Regions from separate parts of the Anser cygnoides genome. Here region 2 is linked to region 1. Evidence: chromatin contacts called from public Hi-C data. All regions are on one chromosome and are shown on one strand. The core of a region is the stretch at or near the end of the contact, and the rest is flanking DNA. Distances in the headings are between cores, read along the strand shown. Region 1 has its middle 21 kb from the start of OSTC. Region 2 overlaps LOC106038676 (a long non-coding RNA gene).

Evidence for each region. Hi-C and Micro-C count contacts between places; a contact is called where the count stands out from the background.
Region 2: a contact with region 1 is called in a Hi-C map of liver, with 10 times the contacts expected there. The contact joins two enhancer-like sites. A contact is called at or near these places in 2 of 7 Hi-C or Micro-C datasets (both in liver).

What each region holds. Positions count from the first base shown.
Region 1 is chr4:76,067,191-76,074,694 of Taihu_goose_T2T_genome, reverse strand. No RefSeq gene overlaps it. Among named protein-coding and RNA genes, the nearest start is that of OSTC, 21 kb to the right of the region's middle. Within about 2 kb of position 4,689, at least 2 of the 3 cell types and tissues checked have open chromatin away from gene starts, as enhancers often do. A contact at or near this core is called in liver, where this site is marked.
Region 2 is chr4:76,895,307-76,902,810 of Taihu_goose_T2T_genome, reverse strand. LOC106038676 (a long non-coding RNA gene) reads left to right here. Exons shown (of 3, transcript XR_001208765.3): 1 at 1-1,722; 2 at 3,279-3,517; 3 at 3,681-3,918. Among named protein-coding and RNA genes, the nearest start is that of PITX2, 37 kb to the left of the region's middle. Within about 2 kb of position 4,485, at least 2 of the 3 cell types and tissues checked have open chromatin away from gene starts, as enhancers often do. A contact at or near this core is called in liver, where this site is marked.

The sequences.
Region 1 (7,504 bases), core at 3,440-5,939:
TGTTTACTATTTGTCTGGAAAAAGGAATCCCCCTTTCATCCCACATCCTATCAGAGACCTCTGCTGCAGTCAAAATGCCCTACTCATCCACCACTGCTGCCAGTCCACCACAGCTCCCCCTCTCTTGGCAGCAGTGATTGAGAGAGAGGTGTGGTAGCTTGTTCACCAGATAAATCAAGTGTGGCTTTCTTTAAACAGAGAGGGACAGAGAGGGAGAGAGAGAAAGCCTCACTGCTGCTGCCTCTTCTCCCTCCCTGCTGTCCCTCCATGCCTTGTCAGCCCCTACCTCTTATTTTCTACCTCTGACTTCTGCATGGGCTCTCTCCTCCTCATCATCGTCTGTTCCTCACCACTAGTTCCAGCACTCACAAGGACAGGAATACAGTTTTCTACACTGCATGCTTCAACATTGTCTTGGTACACTCAAGAGAGGAAGAGGTGGCACGGACTGGTAAGCAGCAACGCGGGTGCATTTCTGACCTGCAGGGAAGCAATCCAGGAATTTTTTGAGCAATGAAGCTCCAGCAAGTGATCTCCAAAGTCTTTGGCCTGCCCACAACAGAGTCTCATTGCCTCCATTGTAGCTGGTCACATTTCCAACTGTGAGAAGTCAGAGCAGAATTCACAATGGCACTGAAGGAAATATTTGTTTTGTTTGTCAATTTAATAATAATTTTAAATATATATACTTCAACAAATAAGAACAAGAAAAACAAATACCAGCTGTTCTTTTGCTGGGGAAGGCTTTACTATAAAGTCAGCTGGTTTGTAAGTATTACTTGTATTATGTATGACCATTCTTTAGAATCCAATTCTTTGCCAATCTTAAGTGATCAAAAATTAGGAGTTAAGACCTTCAATACTCAGCAGCTGTTCTAAAAAATGAGTATCATTGGAATATTTACTTGGTCTTCTCTTTCAGGATATATTCAGTGTTTTTCAGCGAAGCCACCTCAGAAAATATCATTCAGAAGATATTATTTTGCTTCATGGATGTGGTCAAAGTAACAATTTCTGTTAAAACACACTTTCAAGGAATATATCTAAAACTGCAGTGTTTAAAACAAACTTCTAGGTGAAAAAAAAAAAAAAAACAAAACACACTTTTCTAAAATGCATTGCTTCATCTGTTAAACTTAGAACTGATATTGCACAGATCTGCTATCAACTTGGTAAAGAAACTCCCGAAAAACATTTGATGGGGCTAAACCCCATGCACCTCTTGCCTAATCCATGCAGAGGCTATTATAGAGTTAGGTGTCTTTTGCATTACAAGGCCTTACCACCACCTATGGGAATCCTCTACAAAAGCCAGAAATTGCCTGACACAATCAACAGTTCTCTCCATGGCCAGCCGTTGTGTACGCTATTAAAGTGTTCTCTCTCTGTTGCGTGATGTTGGCCTATAGCTTTTTTCCAAACATTTCTGCACACAGCTAGGGAGTTGAGGTGAAAGGCCATTCCTCATGGGCAGTTTGGATGCAGGCACCCCTCTCTGGAGGGTAACACAGATGGGAACAATGATGGGTCACATGTGTGGGTTACAAATGCTTAGGATTTTTATAATTTAGCACAAAAGCACTAGGGTCTCCACACCCTTACATCTTTTACTGCTTTTATTTCTACTTTTAAGATCGAAAATACAAGCCTAAAGTCCTTCTACAATCATTACTCTAACTTTAGATGGCAATTTGCAAATTAGTCCACTAACAATATTTTGAAATGACTGAAGCGTATCTGAGAGTCAGAAAAATGTGGATCTCAACACAAACTTTGTTGGTTTAGTCCAAGTCTAATTTTACCAGCAAGCAAATTATGCAATGGGATAACCTGCTTACTGCGTTACCTGAGCCACCTTCATCAAAGGCTTTCATAGGAAGTGATATAACATCTTAGTAGGCTTATGGAATTAATGACTGTGTATTGACAGAGCAACCAGGTAGGATGCAAATGGGATATTTTCTAAGCTCTGGGTAAGTATATGACTTCTATATTTTTATACCGCAAAGGCATGAGGCATATGGAAATCAAACATGCAAGGATGCAGAAGAAATGCTATATATCATTTGGATTCCCTACATTCCCTACCGGACAAACACACACCCCTCTTTTTTTTTTCTTTTTTTTTCTTTTTTTTTCTTTTTTTCCAAGCATATATTATACAGCTAGCAACATCTGAAACAAATGGTCTATAACAAGTGACTTTGCTTGTTTCTCGCCTCCCTGATTCAGATTTTCTTGACCCTCCTTGGGACTGCAAAGTATCTGGGACATGTGCCCTTCAGGAGAAACAAGCTTTTGACCCTGCGCATTCATTTGCATGAATTTCATGGAATCTGTAATCACAAAAGCTGGCTCTTTTCCCAGTTTATGTATAATTTGGACTAATCATAGGGCAGAGGGAACAGTGGTTAACAGAAACAACCTTTAGAGGTGAGAGCATGACTTAGTCTTTAAGAACAACAGAATCCCCATAAATTATCATTTAGTTGGTTTGTTGCATTTAGCTCTTGTAGTCTTTTTTTGGTTTGTTTGATGTTTAATTTCTTACTGAACCTTGAGAGACCGGGTAGGACATATGACATCAACCATAAGCAATCATTTCTTTGTTGTTAGTTACTATTAACACTGCCAGATAGCTATTCAATAATGATAAAAAAAAAAAAAAGGCAAAGGTACTCAATAAATACTCTAACTGCACTTAAAGGGTCTCCTTTTTGTGTCTGTGTTTACTGAAAAAATTAATAAGATGTGTGGAAAAGCTTGGCATTACTGTGGAGCAGAGATGTAAATACATAAATGAATCATAGTTCAGTTTCTATCAGGGCATGTTTTGTGTTGACTGCTCAGCTCGATGCTAGATCTTCCCTATTTTTGTCAGACCCCGGGACTACCCAGCCACAATTTTTCATTCTGATCTCTTCCCCTTCCCCTCCTCTTTCTAAATAAATGTCTCAATGCAGACTTTGTTACAGTGGGTCCTGAGGTAGAGAATTTCCCTCTGCTGATATTGAACTCATCTTTCCAACTCCAGCTTCCAAACACCAACATCTATCTAGCTGCTCAATGCTGTATTTACTGCAACCAATGTTAACTGTAATTCCTTTCTCAGTTGTGTCTCCAGCCTAACTCCCTTTACTGCACAGCTTTTAAAAATAAATAATCTTATTGTTTAGCTAGAGGTTGTAAGCATGTTGTTGGCCTGAATTTATTCCTAAAACCAGGTAATACTAACTGATGAGCATGATCAGTGTTTTGGTCACAGGTAACTAAATACAAGTAAGGGAAAATTACACTTTTAGAGGTCGGCACGGCATACTCACACAAATATCATGGCTTATTACATTATATCGCTTGCACAGCATGTCTACTGGAAGTAGTAGTTCAGTACTGTTTGCATGGGATTAGTTTGGAAGTTCGGTACATGGAGATAATCAAACTTTAAAGAACTTTAAAGGAGAGTTACTACAATTTGGTTCGTGTTATCTAAAATAGCCTGGTTTTAAGGCAGGGAAGGTTCATTCACTCTTCATTCAGAATCCTAACAGGTCTCCTGCAATAATATCCAGGAATTTTCCCCCATACATATAAACACATTGATAGCAGCAGGACACTGCACTATTTCCACGTACTAGGAATGTACTTATCAGGGAGTAAAAGTCCATGACTTGTCTGAAAAAAATCAAATGAATAGCTCCACACAGTATCAGGCACAAGTACATCATGGCCCTTATACATGGAAGAAAAAATATTAATAATAAATAAATAAAAGGAAAAAACAGTTTCTGATTTCTGTTTCTGATCACAAGAGTACCAAAAACATGCAACTGGTTTTAGATTGATGGAGGCACATAAAGGTCGAGACACGGTCAGACAGGGTAGGTACAAAACTCCTGTTTTTTGTGGGAGTCTTTGAATGCGATCCCCACCCCTCTGTCTGCTTTATTCTGAATTACTAGGCTGCAATTACACTGGGGATGTTTGGCAATTACATTTTGTTTCAGAAATGGTTCTGTCAAACCAAACACACTTGTTTGAACTGTCAGTTTCAACGTTTTTGACTGGGTTTTGCAAGTCCTGTGTACGTAAGAGAGGAAAACTTAAATACAGAGAGTGACCTTTTCACTCTGCAAGCAGAGGTTTCAAAAAGTTGTGTCTGATCAGAGATTTCAGAAGGTTTCAAAAGTTTTGAAAGCCTTGCAGGTATTTGTAAAACAACCTGTTTTTTTTATGGCTTGTTCCAATGTTGACATGCACCGAGAGGCAGAACAGGACCTGGCACCCCAACTCATCCAGCACGCCACGCTGACTCAGAAGCGTGGCTGAGACTAACCGGACTCTGGCTCACACAGACTAACAGTTGATGGTGTCTTTTGACCAACCTCCTTACTTTGGCTTCTTCTCTTTTCTTGTCAAAAGTAAACCGAGACTTTCTATCTAACCTTCTTAAGTGCTGTTACTCTTTATGCCTACATTATTTATTTCCAACACAATTTCTTAAAGAGGCATAAATCTCGCACCCACAACCTTTGTTCTTTGGTTGTACCAGACAACAGCATCCAGCACTCTGTCATTGATGCAGTACTAGAGGAGATACACGTGAATCACAGTTGGTACCAAGGGGATTTCACTTGGAATGAACTACGTTCTACTTAGAGCTCTTCTTAAAAGCAAAGAAGAGGGACTGAAAACAGTCCCTCAAAGAGTTGGTTTCTGGCATACTGCAAATAAAAAGTGCAGTAGTTTACCAAAAAGGATGCTCAAATGGGATCAGACTGTGTCAGGCAGAAAGCTTTACCATTTCCATACTCAGTTTTACCTGAATGTAAACTGCCTGATAGAACCTCAGAGACCACAAAATGCTGTTATCCAAAGTGAAGCTCTCCCAAAATGCTCCTGCAGGTTCCAGAGTCTGTCCTGCTGCCAATTTAATTTAAATTCAATGCATTATCTTAATTTAAAAGTATCTCCCAGCCTCAGAGAAGAGTTTGGAGCCAGCTGACCTCCCTCTCAGCATATGTAAGTGATAATGGCAGGTGAACATATACTATACAGTAGCTTCATATTTCTGCCATTAGGATCCATGTCACTTTCTATTTTTGCGAGCTGACTGAGTGTTTACTAGGCTACGCTTCATCCCCCTCTTTTCCCTGTACAGTAACCTTGTAACCCAAGCTGCTGGTGACAGTATTGGGTTTGCGGTTCTCTGACCTTTTGTCCCTCCACTTGAAATTGGCTGGTTTTATCCTGCGATGGCTCCCGATTCAGTTACACTGATAAGCTTTCATGACATGCCTTGTGAACTTCCCAGCTGAAACAGGAAAGGATCATGGCTTACCTCAATTTGAACAGGAGCAATTCGAAGTCAGGTCCCTGTTGGGCTGAGATGGTGCTGGATCTTTCTGAAATCGTCGAGGATGCACATTGGGCCATAAAGGGACTTGCCATTTAAGCCTTCAGGTGACTGACCTACAAGGGACCCAGAGACTGAATTTGTACCTGAAGAGTACAATTCTCATTACAGGCCCTTTCTCCAGTCTTTATTCAGGCAAAATACTTAGTGAACTTGTAAGATACTTTGCCGAGTAAAGACAAAAGGATCAAGCCACTTGTTGAACCCATTACATGTATTTAACAAGAAAAAGCAATTCCTTACCCAAATATGTATCCCTTACCCATACATCGTCCACCCACCCCAAAAAGATTTCCAGAGAAGGAACCACATGGCAAATGGGAAGAATCTGAATGGCTTTGTTGTTCCCATATGGATGGTCTCCATAGGAGCTTTACCTGAGTGCCAACCCCGAGATCAAACGGGAATCAAAGCACTGACTGCCGGTGCTCAGTGGCCTGGTTCATGGAATAAAAGGACTTGGTGCCAGCTGGACTTTTGTTGCCATTTGTTACTAAGGTGCTGGGCTTTTTAATTTATTTCAAATCTCCACACTTTGCTTTCCCTCCACCTCCAAAACACATTCAATTATTCAATGCAACAGAAACCTCAGAAGACATGATCTGCTAAGAAGCAAAACAGACTTATTTTCTTTCAGGTATTTTGATGAGTTGCTAATACTTTTCCCAAGTAACACCGTATACTTTTAACCATTAGACTTCTTTTTTTTTTTTTTTTTTTTTTTTATTCAGCCGTTCTTTGAAGAATTGTCATAAATCTCCATCCTTTCCATGGACACTTAAAGTACAACCAACTGCTACTTTCTCTACATGCCATAGTCATATTTCACAGCACATTGCTTAGTTATTTTAATGTGGATGCACAGACGGGGGGTTTGTACTCATTCGCTGAGAAGATTTGTTTGCTTTGAGAGATTCATGAGAATAACTGCTGACCATTCTTGTTCCTCCAGGGACCAAAATATGCCGTCTTTCCCAAATTGCTGCAGAGGAAGCACATTGACAAGACCTTGCTGATTTATGCTAGCCTTCCAGCTGAGCAGCCAGGATTGCTGTAAGAAGTAACAGACCTTTACATTGAATCTTGGTTTGTCTGCCTGACCTGCCAGTTAACTAGTGGTTAACAGTTAATGCATTTCCCAACAGTGTCCTGTGATAAAGGAACGTGCTCGTGGTTTCATAATGCATATTTCACTGCAGGTACCGTCTCCGTCAGTTAAAAGGCTATCTTTCCCTATTCACAACAGGGTTATAAAGCTCCACTGATTTTCATGCTTTAGAAAACAGTAGCTAATATATTGTACAAATCTCAAGCCTTTTACCCACGCATAGAGCTCAAAGTATCACCCTTGATAAGGACTAGAAATGCTGGCCTGGCTCTTACATGTCCGATAAGTGTGCACAAAACAGCTGAGTGAATTAAGAAACCAAGGGCAAAAGGCAAAGATCACACAGGGGATTAACGTAGACAATGATCCTCCCTAAAACATGCTATTTGATAATTTCGTTTTGAAAAGGGAAGATGACTTTGAAGCCCTAGCAGTATTTTCCATAGAGCTGAAAAGTAGGGATGACAGATGTCCCACCAGCTCACTATCTACTGCCACAGCAAATATAGTTTTCTTGTCACCACCTACAAATCCCAGGATGTGACTGTCTTTCTTTCCTCCCTCCCTCCCATTTATCCCTCTATGTCTAACTCCACATTTCCTCACCCCACCTGCTCTGCCAGAGCTCCCAGCTCATCTGCCTGCTTGTCAGCTTCCCTCGCAAGCACTGCCTCAGAGTCCCTTACGAGCACTAAATGTTTCCTGAGCTCAGCTGCAAAGTCCCTGTCCTCATTTTAAAGGCTCGTTGCTGTCATGCCACTAACTACAAGGAATTGAACATGCCTCATCTTGTTATAATATAAAAGAAGGAAAGAAGGAATTTCTCAGGTAAATCCCAAGATGAATGATGTTGCTGGGAAAACTCACATTTGGTTAGGATTTCACTCACACACATTGCTGATTTTTATTGGCATCAGAGGGAATCTGCGTAAGGATCTAAATTCTCTTGCCAAGCTCAGAACAGGGTAGGGAGGTAACAACAA
Region 2 (7,504 bases), core at 3,236-5,735, 830 kb before region 1:
AGAGCCTGACTGCTAGCGATACATCTAAAAATCTCGATGCATCTGGGAATTTATTTCCTTTTACAGCCTATGATAAAAAAGAGAATATCTCTATGCATGTTTTGAAGTAAAGGCACAAAACTTCACAGCAAGTGCCAACCAAAATGACCTGCAATCCCTGAAAACAGGGATCTCTACTGGAAACAGGGACAAAAACTCTACTGTAGATGTTTCAGCAGGAAAAACAAAACAAAAAAAAACCATCTCTGTATGTTGCATAAATACCTTTTTTCATTCATAACTCATTGTTTCAGGAACCAGGACCGTTAACTAGAGCTGGCTTTTCATTTCTCCATTCCCCTTGTTTGTCATTTTATCTTAAAACGTCTATTTGCTTCAGAAAAGCCTTCTTAATTTTGACCCACTGGTGGCCCAGCTAAGCACTGAGCTAATATTGACTAATATTTCAAAATAAATTGCTCCCTCTAGTGAGACCGCCGTAGTACTGATGCCTGGCAGATGTGGTGGGGGGCGGCCTGGGTGAGTTTCTACGTGCTGCTCCAGCAAGACCTCAGCCCCTCGCCGGCTTGGTTCTTGCTCCAGACAAGCTTACGAGGAGCCTTCCCTGAGCAAGGAGTGCTCAATAAGGCCTTCTGCATTTAAGATAAAATTATTTACAAAGGCTTATGCCTCCTACGCTGTTAAAACCTTCCCTAAAAGAGCAGGCCAATTAACCGGCAGACCTTTGGAGAACCACACGGGCTCGCCGAATGCTAAAGTTTTTGCTGTGGATGAGTTTCATACAAACAACACTGCCATCACCCTCTCCTTCTCTTTTTTCAGCTCTGGGCTGTTTAGAAAAAGAAAACCCAGTTAAAAGTAGACCTGGCTCTAAATATGAGCTGAGTTCTTCAGGACACCTCCCTACACCCAGTGGCTTTCAAAGTAAAAAAATATTAACTTTGCAGAGTCCTCAAAAGACCCCTGAAGCAAAAAGACATTAAAAGGAAACGGAGTTAGCTCTCCTTTCGGCACCTGTCAAGATGGCGCCACCAGATGAGGCCTGCTGCCATGAGTGGAAAGGCCAAAATTCTGCCATGCTCCCAGGGAGGGGCTTTTTCTTTAAAAGAGTAAAAATCGAACTCTGTGCAGCACAACTGTAATAAAGCAAGGATTTGGAAAAGGCCGCCGGCGCTCCCAGGACCACATTGGGGAAAGGCCGCCTGGTGGGAGAGGTAGGCCTGTGGGATATGAGAGGGCGGACACGTTAAGAGTGTTGGCAGCCTCGTGCTTCGTGCTTGCTTTTCTGTCAGGGCAAACTCGACACCCCTCCTTTAGGATGAGTTGTTCAGCACAACTCATCTCCAAAATCCCTCCTTGAGCAGAGTGAGGGGCCCTTCTCCTTCAGTGCCCCGAGGCACCATGGCGAGGCCCTGCCAGCTGCCTGGCGCTGCTGGGAATGGGTGAATGATGGCTGGGGGCTCTGCCCCCGCTGGGTCCTGGTCTCCCAGCCTCTCTCTTGCTCTTCACCCTCCCCTTTATGACAGCACAGAAGTCTCACAGTTGCCAGGGCTGCAAACGTGGTGGTGAACATGGGTCCCTTTTCTGACAGCAAAGCTCAGCTCACCTGAACGGCTCTTCAGAGGTCAAAGCAGACTCATACTTGTGGGAGAACAGCCATGGACAGTGATGGTTGAGCTGTTCTTCTGTAAATGACATAATGACTTAAAGGCAGGTGGTAAGGTTTGTTAAATAAATATTTCTTAACTTCTTTTCAGCGAGGAATGAAAGAACATATCAATCTTAAAAGCAATGGATTAAAAAAGACAAACACAAACCTGTTTTGGAAATACTGAGCTCAGACTGAAAGCGCTTTGTTGCAGGCTACTGTCAGCCGGGTGGCGTGGTCCTGGACAGATGTCCTCTGGGGGAGGATGCGGCTCCTCAGCCCAGGCTCTGCCACGCCAGAGGCTGTTCCTGAAGGCAGCACGGCTCCTGCTGCAGCCCCACCACTGAGTACAGTGGGTTATCCAGTCAGATCATCGGCAGGTGCTTTTTTTTTCCAGAGCTCCCTGAAACACACACGTGTGTACGTTCGTAAAGAAAGTCAAGCTTGCGAGGAGATGTAATATCTTTTTAAGGAATCAGGTGGTATAAGTGGAAGGAGCTAGCAAATACCTGGCACAGAATGGTCTGAGTTTATGTGCGTTTCTGATCGCTGCAAATGACACGTGCCTGATTTTGCTAAAAAACTTTCTTTGGCTGCAAACAACTCCTTGAGGTAAAAACCATCACTCTCAAGCTCAATTTGCTTGCTGAGCCCAGGCGTGCAAGCCAGTTCTTTACAACTGTCTGAGGTTCTGAGTGTTTGGCTTCCTGGTCCTTTATAGTAGTGCCCAGCATTTTTTGAAACATAACTTGCATTTCCAACAGTTTCTAAGGACTTGAATGGCTAAACAAAATTTTCAAAAGCAACATAGAACCTTATCTTATAGGGGTTTTATTTTTTGTTGTTCATTTGTTTGACTTGCATGATTACAAATTTTAGCTTAATGATTGGCATTTATTCTCGGTTAAGTAGTCTTACCTGGTGTTACTTAGACGTGCCTGCATACCTGACTGGTGTTATTCCTAAGATCCTTAAGACAACTTTGTTTTCTTAAGATGTATTTCAAACAGTTAAGCACGCTGTGTTAAAGCCGGTATAATTAAATGCAATGACTGCTAACCGTCACTAGAGGATGCTCTTAATACACTGCGGAGAAATAAAAATAGGAAAATCTTTTCACTGCATGTTCTCGTCTTCGACAAAGGAGTATGGTTTTTGTTGTCGTTGCTGTTGTTTTTCTTTTACGAGGCGGAAAAAAGTTCATTTCTATCTCCATGATGCTTCTGCATGAATATCCTATTTATTTCCATCCTTTTAACCATAAACTCATTCTAGCTATTACAACCCCGTGAGATTAGAAAATGCACAGACAAACCACATTTCCCAGATCACCATATTCATTTTTTCTGGTGCACACAGAAAATAGATTATAATTTTCGAGTTGCCTGTTAAGATGTATTTGAGCAATAGCTCCTAATTATAGTAGTAAACATTTTAATATTTTACCTTTACTTTACTTTTTACTACATTTACTTTTTACTTTCCTACAAGTTTATGTTTTACTTTGATATATGTTTGGGGGGGCAATACCTTTCCCATAGCAAAAACTTAATGCCGTTATTTCTCTAACATGTTTTCTGATGCTTACTCTTTTCTGTCCTAATCTCCCCATCTGATTTGTCTTTGATAGGTTGCATTCATCTCCTATGTAAGGAACTACATCTAAAACAATTTTTAAAATATTTCAGGAACTCTTCAATAACTTGTGCAGAGCTGTTAACGTCAAAAATAGGCATGGTTAAACAAACAACACCCAGGATAGGACGTGTGTCACCAGGACATGTCTGTCAAACTACTTTGTCAACTTAAATGCCTCTCTGGTCCCAAGTCCTGCACATTGTTTCCGTGTTCACTTGGACAGCCCGGAAGGTACTCCAGAAATGTTTTGTTTTTATTTTTTTCCCGAGTGAAATCACCCATCCATCAGATCAGATTGTTTTGGACTGATGTTGTGTTCTCCAGCCTTTCAAAATGCACAGATGACCAAACGTTTCTCTCCTTGCTCTCTTCTCTTTTAATCATGCCTCTACAGATGTGGCCGTGGGTAGCAGTCTGTCCAGCGTGTGGAGCAATTGGAGCAGGAGGCACCAGCTCTGCTCTGGAAGCCGCATTGGCTTGTTAGCATAGCGTGCTCACATGAACAACGTCCTTCATCCTAGCCCTGACTTTTCTGGCCAGGCTGCTCCGATGCCAACTACGACATGCTGTTTGGCTGCCTAACTGATTTCCCTCTCCTGCAATCTGATCTTTGCCATGGCTGACCTTCTCCTAGGTTGTGTTGTTCCAATGCAAATTGCATGTTGTTGGCTCTGCTGGCTGTTCCGTGTTTGTAATAAAGCAGTGACTGACAGTGTTCATGAAAACCTGCCCCTGCTTGCATCAGCCTTTCTCAAATTGCGCAATTGTGTGCTTCTGTTTTGTGGCTAGGGCGATACCTGAGGGTGTAGTTTGCTCTGGTTCACCTCCCAGTTTGTGTTGGTTCACTTTCCTGCCTGGAGCTTGTCTTTCCTCCCTTGCAGTCTGGCTGGGAAGCTCGGCAGCCCGCGTGTGAAGCCAGCAGTTGTGTTATTTTGGGGCACTCGCTAGGGGAGCACATTTTTGTTTGTTTGTTTTTCTCCTGAACTAGGGAGGAGAGGAGCGAGCCTGTGCGGCTTGAATGGAGCTTTGTTTTGGGCAGGGGAAATGAAAAGCTGAAATCTTGCCTAGCCTGACACAGAACTGTGCCCTTCCACAGGGCTCAGCCTTTTGGTTTGGGGTCCTTGAAGTGGTAAAGTACAAGAAGGGCTGCCTTTACCAGAGCGCCAGAGCAGAGGAACGCCCCTTACGTGCAGCGGTCGGAGACCTTGTGCGGGAGGTGGAAGACTTGGTGAATTATTGTTTCTGCTGGAGAGAATTTCAAACCGCATGCCTTCCCTTTCGGGCTGTTGCTCAAACCGCTGTACTCTACAACTCTGATCCTATGCGTTTGTATTTGCTTAGGGCCTGTTAATGCAGGTCTGAGCTTATTAGCAGTCTCTGTTGAGGACATCCATCTGTACTTAAAGTAATAATAAAATACAGCAGTCTGGCATTCCTGTGTTTTCAGATACTCATGTGAAGGACCAAACTAGAAAGCTACTCATTTGCTTTTAGTCCTGACTATTATTTAAGTACCACGTGGGAATTTGAACGACCAGGCCTGGTATATTGTCACGTGGAAGAATTCTCTTGCATTTCTGTGGAGGAGATGGAACCGAGCCTTGATCTGCTTGCTTTCTTTGTAAGTGCTCCAGCCTGAGAAAAAGGGAGCTGGTGACTTTTCATCAGTGATTTTGTAGCTTCAGGTCCGCAGTGTTTTCTCCATCTGAACTTGCTTAACGAACCTGGGTGGGCCATAATTTCAGTTTGCTGAAAGAGAGCATTTGCTAAAATAAATGAATCAAATCTGTTTTTGGCTGCCCACCAGACACCTGCAAAATCTGCCTCCTAGACTGCCACAGCAACTATTTTGGCTCATAAGAACTTGATCTGCGGCATTAACAACTTCTTGCCATAATGTCCTGCAACTTTTTCTCTGGCTATAGCTACAGTGACTATCCTCTGGAGAGTGTCCTGCAGTTGTTTTGTTTCAGGCTCCCTCTTTGCAAAAGACATGAAAATACCCTGAAGTTGCAGACCTGCTACAGGTGTGAGATCTGTAGCTCTGTGGCATGCGGCTCCTGGCTGGACTGGCTTCTTCACCAAGCTGTTTGAATGAATTTGACAGCAGACAATGCAGAATGGGAAAGCTGCTGTGGCAGGACCTCATGATATGCAACTGGCTTTGCACTCCCTGGAAGAAAATGTATCTGTGACTAGACTCTAGTTCACTGCAAGTTGTTTAAAAAAATTCAGAAGTGCTGGAAAGGATATTTAGAGGTCACCTGGCCATTTCATCCATCTCCAAAGAAAAGTTAGCATTGATAATTTAAGCTAAAGCAAAGGTTGTACAGTGGATATCGCACATACAACTCCACCATCTACTTAAAATTAAGGTTTAATTCTTATTAAAAATAAGAATCTTGTATCCCCAGCCTCCCTTTCGTAGAGTTAGACTCCAGTGCTCTCTCATGCCTGGATCTCTTCCTTTCCCTGTCTGCCTGCTTCTTGAGACCACCTGTACACATTGCTTCAGCGTCATTAAACCACCAGCAAACAGACAAATCCCTGGACATCAGTGTGTGAAGAACAGAGGGTTGATATTGAAAGGATTTCCGTATGTGAGAGATTACTGAAACAGCTAGTGAGTGCTACTTAAGAGCAAGGTCTCTCAGATACTGTGCCATGGTCGTGTTTCTCAGGATTTGTTCTTCACTCGCAGCTCTTTAGAATATACTCTGTGAAGCCAGAACCTCTCAGATTTATCTGAACCTAATACAATTCAGGTGCTTTGATAAATAGATTTATTTTTTTTTCCAGAATGTACCTTGGAAATGCTCAGACACCTGGGCAGCCGTATGAGTCACTGCGGTACCTGTGAGCTGGAGAACACCTTAGTCTCATCTGGCTGTATGCTCCTGTACCAGTTTTCCACATACAGGCATACATTTAGGTGCTGTAAATGTGGGTGTGAAGTTGGAATACCTCCAGGTCAACTGCCTAAACACTAGGGAAAGCAAACACAGCCTTGTTTGACTAACTTTCATAATTGGATATGTATAACACAAGATGAAGTCTTAACCTGACAGCATAGTATTGCTGCTGATAGCAATGGGATGAGGCCCCGTGCTTCTGATCCCACTTGGCTGGGCTCTTCCGTGCCCTCTACAAGCTACTTTTCACCGTGAGCCCCCCAGACTGCTGGAAGATGCCATTACCCAACATGATGGTAGCTAGGAGATGGCACTGGTCATTGCAGGATGACGGGAGGGCTACTTCCTAATCCTGTCCTCTTTCAACAGAGAGACATACTGTAGGTGTATGGTGGGTTTTATGTATGCATACTGTGTAGTGATCTTAACTGCTGTTTTAGAACCTGACTCAGCTGGGGAGTTGTAAACCCCTTTGCATTTGCATTGGTGCTATTCATTTTTTGTGTTCTTCTGTGCAATAATGTGATGTTTTCAGTCCTTTCTTTACCTGAATCATCAAGATAAAGCATTTTCGTGTACCTATCAAATTTACAGCCTCCCGGGGCACACAGGCTCAGGCTCTATAGGACACACAGCTGTGGCTGGTATGAAAAAGATTTGTAGGGCTGGTGTAAGGCAACACTACAACAGTCACAAATGGCCCCTCTTTAAGTCCACCACACTGCACTTTGGTTACTCAAAGCGTTTCTTTACCTCTTTGCGTGCAATAGCCTTTGCTCCGGTACAACAGCAGCAGCAGAGCCTCCAAAGCTGTGCGGGTCTGAGGGGCCAGCCAGTTCTGCACTCCTTCACTTGGCTTTATCAGTGGAAATTCCTTCCTCGCTGATCGAATGACCAAGGCAAAATTATCTCTTTTTAAAACAGTTCACATTTCTTTGGATTCAGTTTCAAATTGGCATTCTTAAGCTTATCACAGACCATTTGTAAATGCACTAGTTCCTGACCGAAAGATTTAGCATGTACCAGATTTGTTATCCGTCTAGGACAAACAGTCTGAAAGAGGCACATGCCATACAGTACATTCTCCATGAACTGTTTAGGGTAGCAAGAGCACTGCATAATCTAGAGAACATTATTTAAAATTGACAGAACCTTTATCGTGCTATAAAAGCAGCCTTCTTCTGGGGCTTTTCGGTTTACTTCCACGTTCACCCACCTACTTAAGATCAATGCAGACATCCAACAAACCTTTCTGTAACATCAGAAGTACCCAAGCACTGGCCAAATGTCTCTCTGATCAAATACC